2 separate regions of the Mus musculus genome follow, and region 2 is linked to region 1. Evidence: chromatin contacts called from public HiChIP or PLAC-seq data. All regions are on one chromosome and are shown on one strand. The core of a region is the stretch at or near the end of the contact, and the rest is flanking DNA. Distances in the headings are between cores, read along the strand shown. Region 1 holds the start of Cda (cytidine deaminase). Region 2 holds the start of Akr7a5 (aldo-keto reductase family 7, member A5 (aflatoxin aldehyde reductase)).

Region 1 (6,250 bases), core at 2,366-4,865:
AGTCACTGGCTACTGAGTATTAGCTAGGCCACTGCCAATCAAAGCCCAGAGCCGGAAGCTCTTGGTCTCTAACTTCTAGGCTGCAGCACCACAAACATCTAGATCTCGGGACGTAGAGCACTAACCCGTGGGTCAGCCTGTCCACACCATAAGCTTGGGGCACTAGAGGGCCCAGCACTTCCAAGATAAAAGTCTATCTCTCCTTGTCTAGTTGAGGTTTCCATCCCAAGCAGACAGAAGGACCCCTCAGCTCAGTGGTAACAGCTCTGCACAGTCACCACGAAGCAAAGAGCTTGGGTTTGGAATAAGATCTAAAGCAAGGGTGCATGCAAAGGCGGTAAGAATGAAGAGCCAAGGGGCTGGAGAGATGGCTCAGAGGTTAAGAGCACTGACTGTTCTTCCAGAGGTCCTGAGTTCAAGTCCCAGCAACCACATGGTGGCTCACAACCATCTGTAATGGGGATCTGATGCCCTCTTCTGGTATGTCTGAAGACAGTGTACTCACATTCATAAAATAATAAATCTTAAAAAACAAAAAGAGTTATCCTGAAGGATTAAAGGTTTAAATGTGAAAATTTAGCCTCCAAAATTAAAAAAAAAAAAAAAGAATGAAGAGCCAAACCTGTTCTCCAGTGGGTAGAGAGGACCAACCTGCCAGCTAACAGAAACCAAGCATCGTGAGAGTGGTACGTGTTATACCGGGTGTGGTGGCACACACCCTTAATCCCAGCTCTTGGGAGGCGTAGGCAAGTGGATCTCATTGAGTTCCCTGGTCTATAGAGCAAATCCTAGGACAGCCAGGACTGGACGGAGAAACCCCTGTCTTGAAAAACAGAAAACAGCCAAGCATGATAGCCCACGCCTCTAATCCCAGCACTTGGGAGGCAGAGGCAAGCAGATTTCTGAGATCAAGGCCAGCCTGGTCTACAAAGTGAGTTCCAGGACAGCCAGGGCTACACAGAGAAACCTTGTCTCGAAAAACCAAAGGGGGGAAAAAAAAAAAAGAAAGAAAAACAGAAAACAGAAAAAAGAAAACATTCTAATGATAGGTACTTGGGTGCATGGCAGTGCACACTTTTAATAGCAGCACCAGGAGGCAGAGGCAGGCAGAGATCTGAGTTTGAAGCCAGGCTGGTCTATTGTTCTGGGACAGCCAGGGCTACAAGGAGAAACCCTATTTCAACAAACAAACAAACAAACTTGTCATGGAATCTGAGTTGGGTTAGCCTGCCCTGAAATGGGAGCTAGCCTGGCGGTTTTATCCGTTTTATCACTGCTGAGAGAAAGCTTCCTGACTAATGTACACGACAACGATGCTCACCTGCCTGCCTCCAGCACTGGCTGTGAGATTACGAGAGACCCACATAGGTTACAGAGGGCTCCTCATTCTACTGAACCTTCTGACTGTGCTCTTGGTCCCTCCTTTCATCCTATTGGTTGTCTCTCACAGCTTCACACCACCTCCCCCTCCTCTTCCTCCTCCTCATGTGTGTGTGTGTTTGTCTCTCTCTCTCTCTGTGTGCTTGTGTATCTGTGTGTGTCTGTCTGTATCTGTCTGTCTGTCTGTGCATGTGTATGTTTGTCTCTCTGTGTGCCTGTCTGTGTGTATCTCTGTGTGTGTGTTTGTCTCTCTGTCTCTCTGTCTGTCTCTCTCTCTCGCTCTCTCTCTGCCACATGTGTACAGAAGCCAGACTGGGTCAGCTTCAGGTATCATTCCTCAGATACCATCCATCCACCTTGTTCTTTGAGACAGTCTCTCACTGGCTTGGAGCTTGCCAATCAGGCTAGGCTCTGTGGCCAGTGAGCCTCAAGGATCCATCTGTCTCCATCCACCCAGCACTGGGATGACAAGCGTGTGTTGTGCCTATGTTTACCGGCTCTGGAGATCAGCACTTTACTGACTGACAGGTCATCCCATCTCTTTCCTCTTCTTCCTATTTCCACAGTCCTGGCCCAAGCCCCTTGCTCACATACTCCACAAACCCCATCTCGAGAGAACTCAAAATAGCTTCAGGAAGTCCCTGAAACTGACCAGAATCACTGGACCCCTGCCCCCCTTCCAGAGTAGACAGTAAAAGCTCAGGGTCCCTCTCAGAGGAAAGACGCTGAGCTGCCTGAAAGAGGGCTACAGCAACCAAGCCACCTGGAAAGGATGCTCTCCATCTAACCTGTGAGCTGCCTGCAGGCTGTGCAGTCAACTCCAGTTTCCCAGCGTTGGAAGCTGGTACCCATGCTGGGGTGGGCCTTGGTGATACAGCTGGGTTTTTTGAGTCCTTTCTGCTCCTGTAAGTGACCCCTCACCCATATTCCTGTAGGTAAGTCCAGTTGGTTCACCAAGTTGGACTTTGGAGGTATCTGTACTTCGACCTGTTGTGGGCTCCCTCTCTGGGGTGAGTAGACTTGTGTTGCATCTCCCCAGGGAAGGTTTTGTCACACAGCTGGGTGATTCATGAAGCTCACAGAGGCTCAGTCAACAAGGCATACGAATGGGCACTGTAGTTGTCACCTGTCCACACCATGTCCCAACTGAACATGTCCTTAAGTTTACCAAGCTCCCTTCTTTCCTCCTCCTTTCTCCTTCCTTCCCTCCTCCCTTCCCTTCCTTCTTCCCTTCCCCCTCCACCCTCCTTTCTTTTCCTTCCCTTCCTCCCTCCTCTCCTCCCTCCTCCTTCCTTCCCTCCCTCCTCCCCTTCTTCCTCCCTCTCTTCCTCCTTCCCTCCCTTCTCCTTCTCTACCACTCTCTCCTTCCCTTATTCTCTTTCCCCTCCTTTTGTTCCCCTAAACCCAGACCCTTGTGTGAGCGAGTACCACACCATAGCTGCAGCCCATTCTGGCCTGCTTGAGGGTCTATAAACATGAGCTCAGGGCAGATCCTGTTAACTCAGTAAAGACTGCTGGATTCCCAGACGGTGTCTGGATCCTCTCCTCCAAAAACAAACAAACAAACAAACAAACAACGCTCTGTCTGCCTGATGCCATCCCTCCCCAGCCAATCCCAGCACCCCAGGGTGCAGGAAGGTGGGGCTTTGGGAGGTCCAGCCCTGGGTCCCATCACCAGTGCCTCCTGTAACTTAGGACATGCCTCTGGCCTCAACTTCTTCATCTTAAAATGGGTCTAATATTGGGCAGGAGGTCAGAGAAAGAACTAACGGATGGGAGGTGAATACTGGGCATACAGGACACTCAGTAAGTAATCCGAGTCTCCTGCCATGCAGGTCGTGGACGGTTTTCATTTTGGCTTCTCCCTCTAATCTCACGTGCAAATTCCCTTCCCCACTCCAGACTTCTAAGAACAGAGAGGCACTGTGCAGATAAGCAGTTGAGTGAGCCCACAGCCTCGGTGAGAGCAGGGGAGGAGCAGTGAGGAGGGGACCACGCTGTTTCTCCTCTTCACCTGTACCTGGGCCCCATTCATGCTGCCCCAGAGTGGACTCCGGCGACAGCCCTTACCAGAGAAGATCCTCCCGTCCCCGGTGAGCAGGGCAGCCCCCACAGGGAAGCGGCTGTAGGGGCAGTAGGCTGACTTCTTGGCCTCACGAGAGGACAGCAGCAGCCGCTGGACGTGCTCGGGCTCCACAGCACAGGAGGGGCGTTCCTGGGCCATGTCGGTCCGAGGCGGGTGAGCTGGTCGCTGCAGAGGAGAGGAAACCGGTGCTGGCCGTCTGCCCGCACTGGCCAAGAAGAGGTGGCTCCTCCCCCGGGGTGTGTCCCTGCGCTAGAGGGAGACCTGGAGGCTGGCTCCCAGGCTGGCGGGATGCTGGCCAGGACTTGGCAGCCCAGTGAGTCTCCCAGGGCGGGAGCCCGGAGGATATGGAGTTTACGACTGAGCTGCGGGGGTCCCACGGTGGACCGGTATGTGGTGCCCACCAGTGAGACAGTTTCCTTTAACAACTTCACTCACTGTCAACATAGATCAAGAGTGGGCCACAGGGCGGGTGCCACCTCAGTGGATGGCTGTAGACACAGTCCCAGGGAGGAGGATTCTGGGTGGGTCTGTGTGACACCTGAGGTCAAAGCTCAAAGGATCCTGATTCCTCAGAATATTTAATGGCTTGTTTTTTACACCGAGAGAAGGGTTCAGGCTGAAAGTTCAGAACTTGGGCAACCATGTCAGCGTGCCAAGTTAGAAGGTATGCGAAGCCGAGGAAACGTCTCTGTTTTCAGTAGCTTGGCTTCATTTCCTTCCTGTCCTAACCTAGCCATTAAAACCATCCCAGCTGGAGGGAAACAGGGCCCTCCTTCTTCTTCCCTCCCTTCCTCCCTCGCTTCCTTCCTTCCTTCCTCTTCATGAACCTTGTTGGGTTGGTGGTACCGGAAATGGATTTACACCCTGGCTGTTCTCTTTGTCTTACACACAAATGTTAGTGGGTTCCTTGTCAGACGTCGGCACGTTTGCTGTCTACAGTGGGGGTAGCAACAGACGTGTGGGAGCTTTGGATTAGAGTGGGCTGTGGCTTGGGTTCCAGGTATCTGTTTATTAGCTCTCCCAGGAAGAGCTGCGCTACCTCTCAGAGCCTCAGTTTCCTTATCTACAAAATGGGTGCACAATTGGCAGTCCCTTCCTGTGGTTACCAGACTGAGATGATAATATGGTCCAGGGAGTCTGTGGGGAGAGGATATAGAAGTGGCACATGGGAACACTTCAAACAAACCGGCTTATTGTCCTTAAGTGACTTGGCCAAGTCCATAGAGAGTGGGCCGGATTGCAGCCAGCACAGCCAGACATGTCCAAGTGTCGCCGGATGGTCACCAAGCAGGAGTGAATCAGCAGCTTCTCTGAGGGCTTGTGTGGTGCTGAGGACTGGGAGGAAGAAGGCAGGAGAGAGCAGAGAACGGGGCAGCATCTCCCCACTCCCACCCCCACCCCACCCCACAAGCAGACACCTCTGCCCAATAGTTTAGCAACCCTGTACCCAGGACCCTGGGCTCCTAGCCATACATAGATGAAACCCATGCCCGGCAGTGCCAGTGCCTGGTGGGTAAGTTTTGCCTCATTTTCTCCCGACATCTCCCTCCATTACGTGTCCCCTTTCACCATTTCCAGACTCAAGAGGCTTTTATGCCCCCCTCAACCCCCTGCCCCAAAGCCAGCACCAAGGACCCGGCCCTCCAGTTGCTCATTCTCCTGGGTGGGGACTTTCAGTGTGAGGACAGGTCTGTGGATGTAACTGATGCGGGACTTTCTCTAAAATGTTTAGGGGGCAGGTGTAATTACCATTGGGAAAAAGATGGTGGTGTTCTCCATCCGTACAGCAGGCCTGGCATAGAATTCAATGTGTAGTCTCCTCTATTCACCTCACCCTGAGAAGATAAAGGGACAGGAAAGGGACAGGCAGGAGGGCTCAGCTGGTAAAGAGCTTGGCCAGCAGGCTTGACAACCTGAGTGAGGGCCCCAGGAGACAAGAAAATGACTCTCCAGAGCTGCCCACTGACCCTCAAGTGCATGCCATGGTGAGTATGCACCCAGAGTCACATGGCACAAACAACATGTTTGCTCATGTGCATACACACACACACACACACACACACACACACACACACACAGAGAGAGAGAGAGAGAGAGAGAGAGAGAGAGAGAGAGAGAGAGCTTTTGTATCTTGCGTTTCTCTTTCCTTGAATTGCTTAACTTGTACTCCCTCTTGAGGATGTACTATAATTCTTTCCTTTTAAAATATTTTATGTTTATTATTGTTTAAAGATTTATTTATTTATTATATGTAAATATACTATAGTTGTTTTCAGACACACCAGAAGAGGGCATCTGATCTCATTAAAGATGGTTGTGAGCCACCATGTGGTTGCTGGGATTTGAACTCAGGACCTCCAGAAGAGCAGTCAGTGTTCTTGACCACTGAGCTATCTCTCCAGCCTCCACTTATTATTATTATTATTATTATTATTATTATTATTATTATTATTACTATTACTATTACTATTATTGGTTTTTTGAGACAGGGTTTCTCTGTGTAGCCCTGGCTGTCCTGGAACTCACTCTGTAGACCAGGCTTGCCTTAAACTCAGAAATTCACCTGCCTCAGCCTCCCAAGTGCTGGGATTAAAGGCGTGTGCCACCACACCCGGCTCACTTTTTTGGGGGGGAGGGAGGGTTTGAGACAGGGTTTCTCTGTATATCCCTGGCTCACTTATTATTTTTAACATAAGTTTTTGTGCAGTGTGCCTATGTGTAAGCATGTGCATGTGAGTGCAGGTACCAGTGGAGGCCAGAGAAGGGCGCTGGATCCCCTGGAGC
Region 2 (6,250 bases), core at 942-3,441, 940 kb after region 1:
TGGTCCAATTCATCACACATGCATACACTGTCATTCCTCATAACATCTAATACCCAGGCTGGGTAGGGAAACACTGTTCCCATTTTACAGGTAGGGTTGAGTGGCTTCAGGCAAGCGAGTCAGCCTGGCTGACCCTGTCTATGAACTGGGGCTAATTAACATCCTTCTGAGCCAAACATAAAGCTATGAGCCTCCCATCTGACCCAGTGAGAGTGATGGCTTAAAGATGAGACCCCAGTATCTTGACCACTGTGGAGCCTCTCCACACCAGTGGAACCAGATGAACGGGGACCCTGGGTTCATGCAGCTCTCCCAGTCTCTGCAAAGACTCCTGATACCAAAGCTTGGGTCTAGGACCTCATAGATGCTAGTTAAATGGTCTAATGCTGAGTTGTATCCCCCACTAGTATGAAGGATTCTGACTCTCATGGTGCATGTCCTTAAAGGCTGGTCGGGGAGACAATCTCCTACAACGCCCATTTCCCCTCCAACTCCAAGGAAAGCCAGGCAGGTGCTCCCCACCAAAGCAGATGCAGGTTCCATTCTGATACTGGATCAAGTTCAAAATCACAGAGGCAAGGTCCTAAGGACCCCAAGAATGACCCTCCTAACCTCATCTCCTGCCCCAGGTCCTCAGAGTCCCAGGCACCTGCACAGCCTCTCTCTTCCTCTAGGGAATCCTTCTCTATCACAAATGCCTAGTAGAGATACCCTGACCCATTTCTAACTTGCCTATCCAAGGGACATTGCCGCCACCGCCTCCAGTCCCCTGGAACACAATCCTGGAGAAGAGGCAACACTGTCCCTGTTAACCAGTGTTCTTCAAGCAAGTCTCTCTCCCCTCTCCCCTGTCTGTATCCTTCCCAGTCTCGTGGGTCTGGATGCACCAGCTGTACAACAAAAGGCTCGGAAAATGTAAAGGAGAGGGAGAGGGAGAGGGAAGGAAGCATGATGAAGAGAAAAAAAAAAAAGGAGGAAAGAAACAGAACAAGAAAAAAGAGGGGAGGCGGGAGCGGGAAGCGTATGCAAGGAAACTTGTAAATTGAGCGGGCCCAGGGCTGAGATGTCGCTCTGGGCAAGTGTTGGAGTTTCAGCATTCTGATGTATACAATGAAGGAAATCCTAAAAGGCACTTACTTACCTCCTAAACTGCATGCAGACTACAATAAAACCCAGGCCAAACCTCCATATCCCACGCTAGTCAAGTGCTCTACCACTGAGCTACATACATTCCCCACTAGGGGATTGGCTTTCGCGGCTCATGTCCGTAAAGGCTGGCCAGGAGACAGTATCTCCTGCCACATCCAGCTCTTCCCCAATTCCAAGCAAAGCCAGGAAGGTGCTTCCCACCAAAGCCTATCTGGCACAGTCAACAGTAATATTCTGTTCTTGCTGTAGCCCCCTGGACCACATTGTAGCATGGAGTACACACGAAGTGAACCTGAAACTACACACTTCTTTCTTTCTTTTTTGGGCAGGTGGGAACGGGAGCAGTTTGAGACAGGGTTTCTCTGTGTAGCCCCTGGCTGCCTTGAAATTAGCTCTGTAGACCAGGGTAGCCTCGAACTCAGATATCCGCCTGCCTTTACCTCACATTTCTAACCAGCCCTCTGTGGAATCCTGCGGTGAGCTTGGCGAGGAATGGGACATTCTGGGTTCCCTACCTGCAGAGCTACGGAGAATGTGTCAGGGGAGCGCAATGGCTCCGGGATCCTACCCATTCCTGGCCTCCAAACCAAGGCTCTAACTCCTTCCGGTGACTCTGCGGGTTCGGAGGGATAATGATAGGGCAGCGGCTGGGGCAAGCGCCGCGAGGCCCCCACCCAGAGCAGGGAAAACAAGGCCGCCCAGTCCAGGGAAGCCGAGAGGCCGGAAGGCAAGGACCTGCAGGTAAGAAGTGGGGCCGTCCCGGATCCCTGGCCAGGTTGGGCAGAGACCCACGATCCCGCTCCCCAGGAGGGGACCAGCGCCGGGGACCGTGCAGAGCTGGAGGAGGGTGTAGAAAAGACTTAGCTGGGCGCGTCTGGAGTCCCGACCCCCCAGCCCGGGACAGCCGCCAGCCCCCTTCATCCTCACCAGTTCAAGATCCACAGCCGGTGTCAGCTTCAGGATCCGAGCCCGCCGGGATCAGCTGACCTCCGCGAAGTCCCGCCCCCCGCCGTGGGCGGAGCCTGAAGCTTCGAGTGCGCAGGCGCAGTCTCCATGCTGCGTGCAGCGTCCAGAGCCGTGGGCCGCGCTGCTGTTCGCTCCGCGCAGCGCTCCGGGACTTCGGTCGGGCGTCCTCTCGCCATGTCCCGGCCTCCGCCACCCCGCGCCGCCTCTGGCGCCCCTCTCCGGCCCGCTACGGTGCTGGGCACCATGGAGATGGGGCGTCGCATGGATGCGAGTGCTAGCGCCGCTTCGGTCCGCGCCTTCCTGGAGCGCGGCCACAGCGAGCTGGACACGGCCTTCATGTACTGCGACGGCCAGTCCGAGAACATCCTGGGCGGCCTGGGGCTCGGGCTGGGCAGCGGCGACTGCACAGGTAACCGCTGCACCCGGCCTCCCCCGCCCCCCGCACCGAGTAGAGCTGAGCCGGTGCCCGCAACCGGCGTGCACCAGCCAGGATCTGCATCCAGGAGCTTCGGAAGCTCCGGATCCACAGCTGGGTCTACCCCAAGCTCCCAAGGCAACTGGAGTCCTGAACTAGTGAACTGAACTTTGTCCCGCCTCTCCTTAGAAACTTCTAGTTGCAGCTACCGAGGCGGGTGCGAGGAAGCTTCCTACGCTAATGTTTAGCCTACTCTGGGCGCTTTGCTTCCTACCGCAATCCCTGCCTCCCGGCCAACCGTTGTCCATAGCCGCCCCCCCACCCCCGACACGCCCCCCATCCCCACCAGGCTTTTTGTTCGTGCCTACCCCTCTTGCCCTCACCACCTCTGCGCTCCTGGAGAATGCTTATCATTCCGGTCTTTTGTCCGGACTAGACTTTGTCCCGTGCAGTCGACAGCACCTGTGGATCTCAAGGAGACCTGTGGCAACAATGCCTAGGGCCCAGCTGGGGGCAGGGGCGGAAAGGTGGCGTCGGGAGAGGGCATTTCGGCCTTTGTGCCCATTCTCTGTGCCAGGTCTTACAATGGCAAACTCTGTAGCTCTGTAGGCTACCGTGGGAGAAGTGATTTCTCCACGGAGAGTTAAAGGTCCAACGAGGAAGACTGTAGCCGCGATTGCTGAGGAGTGCAGGAAAGAGTAGCTTGTCGGGAAGAGCAGTAGGCAGAGCCCATAGAGAACTGGGGATGGGCCCTACAGTGTAAGTAGGGTGCACCGGAGACTGCAATCCTAGCTATTGGAATATGGAGTTTGAGAGTTGCAAAGTACGTGTGTGATCAGTGACGCGTGTCCCGCGTTGGAAGGGGAGGGGAACCGCCCTTCATTTGCTTGAAGCTATTGGAGTCTCAGGAGGGTGCCTGATACGTAAAGAGGCCTCACTTTTACCTGTTCTGAGGTTCTTCCTCCCGGTTCCTGTACAGTGGGCTCCATAGACTCACATGGGGTAAAGCTCACTTAAGTGAGTGGATCTCTCAAGCCGAATGCTGTAGAGTTCACCTGGATGACATACATTACTGATAATGAACATTTCAGTTTTCTCCCCCAACCCCCCCTTCTTTAGCCCATTTCTGCTTCTGAAGACTCAATGGGCCAAAGTCCTCAGGCAAAAGGTTACAGAAAGAATGCCTTGGGGCTGGGGCGGGTGTTGTAGTAAGGAGATGCTGTGGTCTTCTAGCCTTTATCCTGTGGGATCAGAGGGCTCCCCTTGTTCTTGCCAGAATCCATCCATCCTTCCGCCGTCGTCCATCAGTCCAGGTAGTTGGTTCCATATCTGGGAAGAAACAGTGCAGAGCACTGAGGAGCAGCTACAGTACGCTTGCATTACAGGCTTCTGAGGGTCTGAAAGGGATTTGTGTTAAGATTGATGGCTTTCAAGGAACACATTCAGGCCCCCGTGTCTCTTCCCTAACTTTTTTTTTTTTTACCTGCATGTATGTGTGAGCCCACAGAGGGTACTGGATACCCTGGGACTGTATTTATACATGATTGTAAACCAACATGTGTGGTTCTGAGAACCTCTGAATACTTCGTGAGAACAGTAAGTTCTCTAAACCACTGAGCCATCTCCCCAGCCCCTCTTGCCTAAATTCTTAGTCTTTAAGGATCTCCATGCTTTCAGGCCTGGCCCTTTGAGTTCCATCTCCAGTCTTTATTTCTTATTTAATGTATGAGTGCTCTTCTGCGTGTACACCCACATGCCAGGAGAGGGCGCCAGATCTCATTATAGATGATTGTGAGCCACCATGTAGTTGCTGGGAATTGAACTCAGGACCTCTGGAAGAGCGAGCAGTCAGTGCTCTGAACTGCTGAACCATCTCTCCAGCCCCTATGTACATTCTGTGGTGAGAAGGAGCCAATTAATGGGCCCACAGCATCCTGACAATACCTAGGAACATCAAGTCCAAGGTCTAAAGGATGTTTGATTCTGCACAATCATGTCTCAAGTCCCATATTGCCCACCCTGCAATATACGATCTGTATGGCAAGCACCTTTATCTACCTACTGAGACAACTTACCAGCCAACATGTCTTCTTTTAATGTCTATTTAGGTACTTTCTCTTTAAAAAAAAAAGTTAAAACTTTTAAAGATTTTTTTTTTAAATTATATGTGGACAAGTGTTTTCCCTGCATGTGTGGGTGTGTACCATGTGTGTGCCTTGTATCCAAAGAGGGGGCTAAAGTGATGGATGATTCTAAACTGCCATGTGGGTGCTGGGAACCCAGCCTAGGCCCTCTGCAGGAACAAGTGCTCTTAGCTGCCAAGCCAACTCTACTGCCCCTAGTTTGTACTCTTAATTAAAAATTATTTTTTAAGAATCCCTCAGTTCACAGATAGCATGCAAAAATGAGAAAGATTTTAAAACTCCCTAGAATTTTAAGATTCCTTTATATATGTATTTTATGTACGTGTGTGCTCTCTATCTGCATGTATGTCGGTGGAAGAGGGCATCGGATTCCACTGCAGATGGTTGTGAGCCACCATGTGGTTGCTGGGAAATGAACTCAGGACTTCTGGGAGAGAAGCCAGTACTTTTAACCGCTGGGCCATCTCTCCAACCCTCTACCTGGAATTTAAAAAAGAAAAAAAAAAAAAAGGAAAGAAAGAAAGAAAGAAATGTAGCCCCTGTGCCTCCCATATGGGGACAGTTCCATTCTTGTCACCTCATCTTACAAATTAGGAAATGGGAGCTAAGTTAAGTAATCTAGCCAGGAACAGTCACATTTGCATGTCCAGTGAATAATTCTTATAAATCCTTTTTTTTCTCTTTTGTGTGTGTTTGTTTCTGAGACAGGGTTGGTTTCTCTGTGTAGCCCTGGCTGTCTTGGAACTCACCACGTAGACCAAGCTGGCCTCGAACTCAGAGATCTGCCTGGCTCTGCCTCCCGAGTGCTAGGATTAAGGATGTGGGCAACCATGCCCAGCCTTCCAATAAATCTTAATCTTTATAATCTTGCTCCAAGTGAAAATCGCCACCAAGGCCAACCCCTGGGAAGGGAAGTCACTGAAGCCTGACAGCATCCGGTCCCAGTTAGAGACGTCTCTGAAGCGGCTGCAGTGTCCCCGGGTGGATCTCTTCTACTTACACGCTCCCGACCACAGCACTCCTGTGGAGGAGACACTTCGTGCCTGCCACCAGCTGCATCAGGAGGTGAGGGAGGGGGCCCTGAGCGCAGAGAGGGGATCACTTAGCTTCTCGCCCTGAGTCTGCCAGGACAGTGAGGCTCTCTGGGCACAGACTCGGTTCCCAGGTTCCTCACCAGCGCAGTCTTCTCTTCCTGGTTCCGTGGGCTGAGCTAAGTTGTAATGAGTCCTCTCCCCTGCAGGGCAAGTTTGTGGAGCTTGGTCTGTCTAACTATGCCTCCTGGGAAGTGGCTGAGATCTGTACCCTCTGCAAGAGCAACGGCTGGATCCTGCCAACTGTGTACCAGGTGAGGGGAACTTGCTGTGCTAGGGCCACCCAGGCCTCGGGGTTCAATTGATCCTGGGTTTTCCTGTGCTTTGGATCCCCTCCTTCTACCCTCATAGCAGGCCTTCCCTCTTCAAAGCAGGCACAGCCTCAGCTCTCACAGCCTCGGCTCTCACCGCCCCGGCTCTCGCCAGCCTGGCAGGTGCACCTGTGTGCTTCCTGCCTGAGCACACATCCTGATCCCATCCTGCAC

Evidence for each region. HiChIP or PLAC-seq counts read pairs in DNA pulled down with a chosen protein or histone mark.
Region 2: an HNF4G HiChIP or PLAC-seq map of pancreatic cancer cells shows a contact between it and region 1. The contact joins the promoter of Akr7a5 here to the promoter of Cda in region 1. A contact is called at or near these places in 2 of 39 promoter capture datasets (hippocampal neurons and liver) and 1 of 115 datasets of contacts at active chromatin or transcription factors (pancreatic cancer cells).

What each region holds. Positions count from the first base shown.
Region 1 is chr4:138,364,340-138,370,589 of GRCm38.p6, forward strand. Cda (cytidine deaminase) reads right to left here and starts at 3,616. Exons shown (of 4, transcript NM_028176.1): 1 at 3,451-3,616. The coding sequence starts at 3,604.
Region 2 is chr4:139,308,553-139,314,802 of GRCm38.p6, forward strand. Akr7a5 (aldo-keto reductase family 7, member A5 (aflatoxin aldehyde reductase)) reads left to right here and starts at 2,192. Exons shown (of 7, transcript NM_025337.3): 1 at 2,192-2,524; 2 at 5,552-5,739; 3 at 5,915-6,019. The coding sequence starts at 2,203. It overlaps Slc66a1 (solute carrier family 66 member 1), which reads right to left and starts at 2,156. Exons shown (of 9, transcript NM_145384.3): 1 at 2,077-2,156.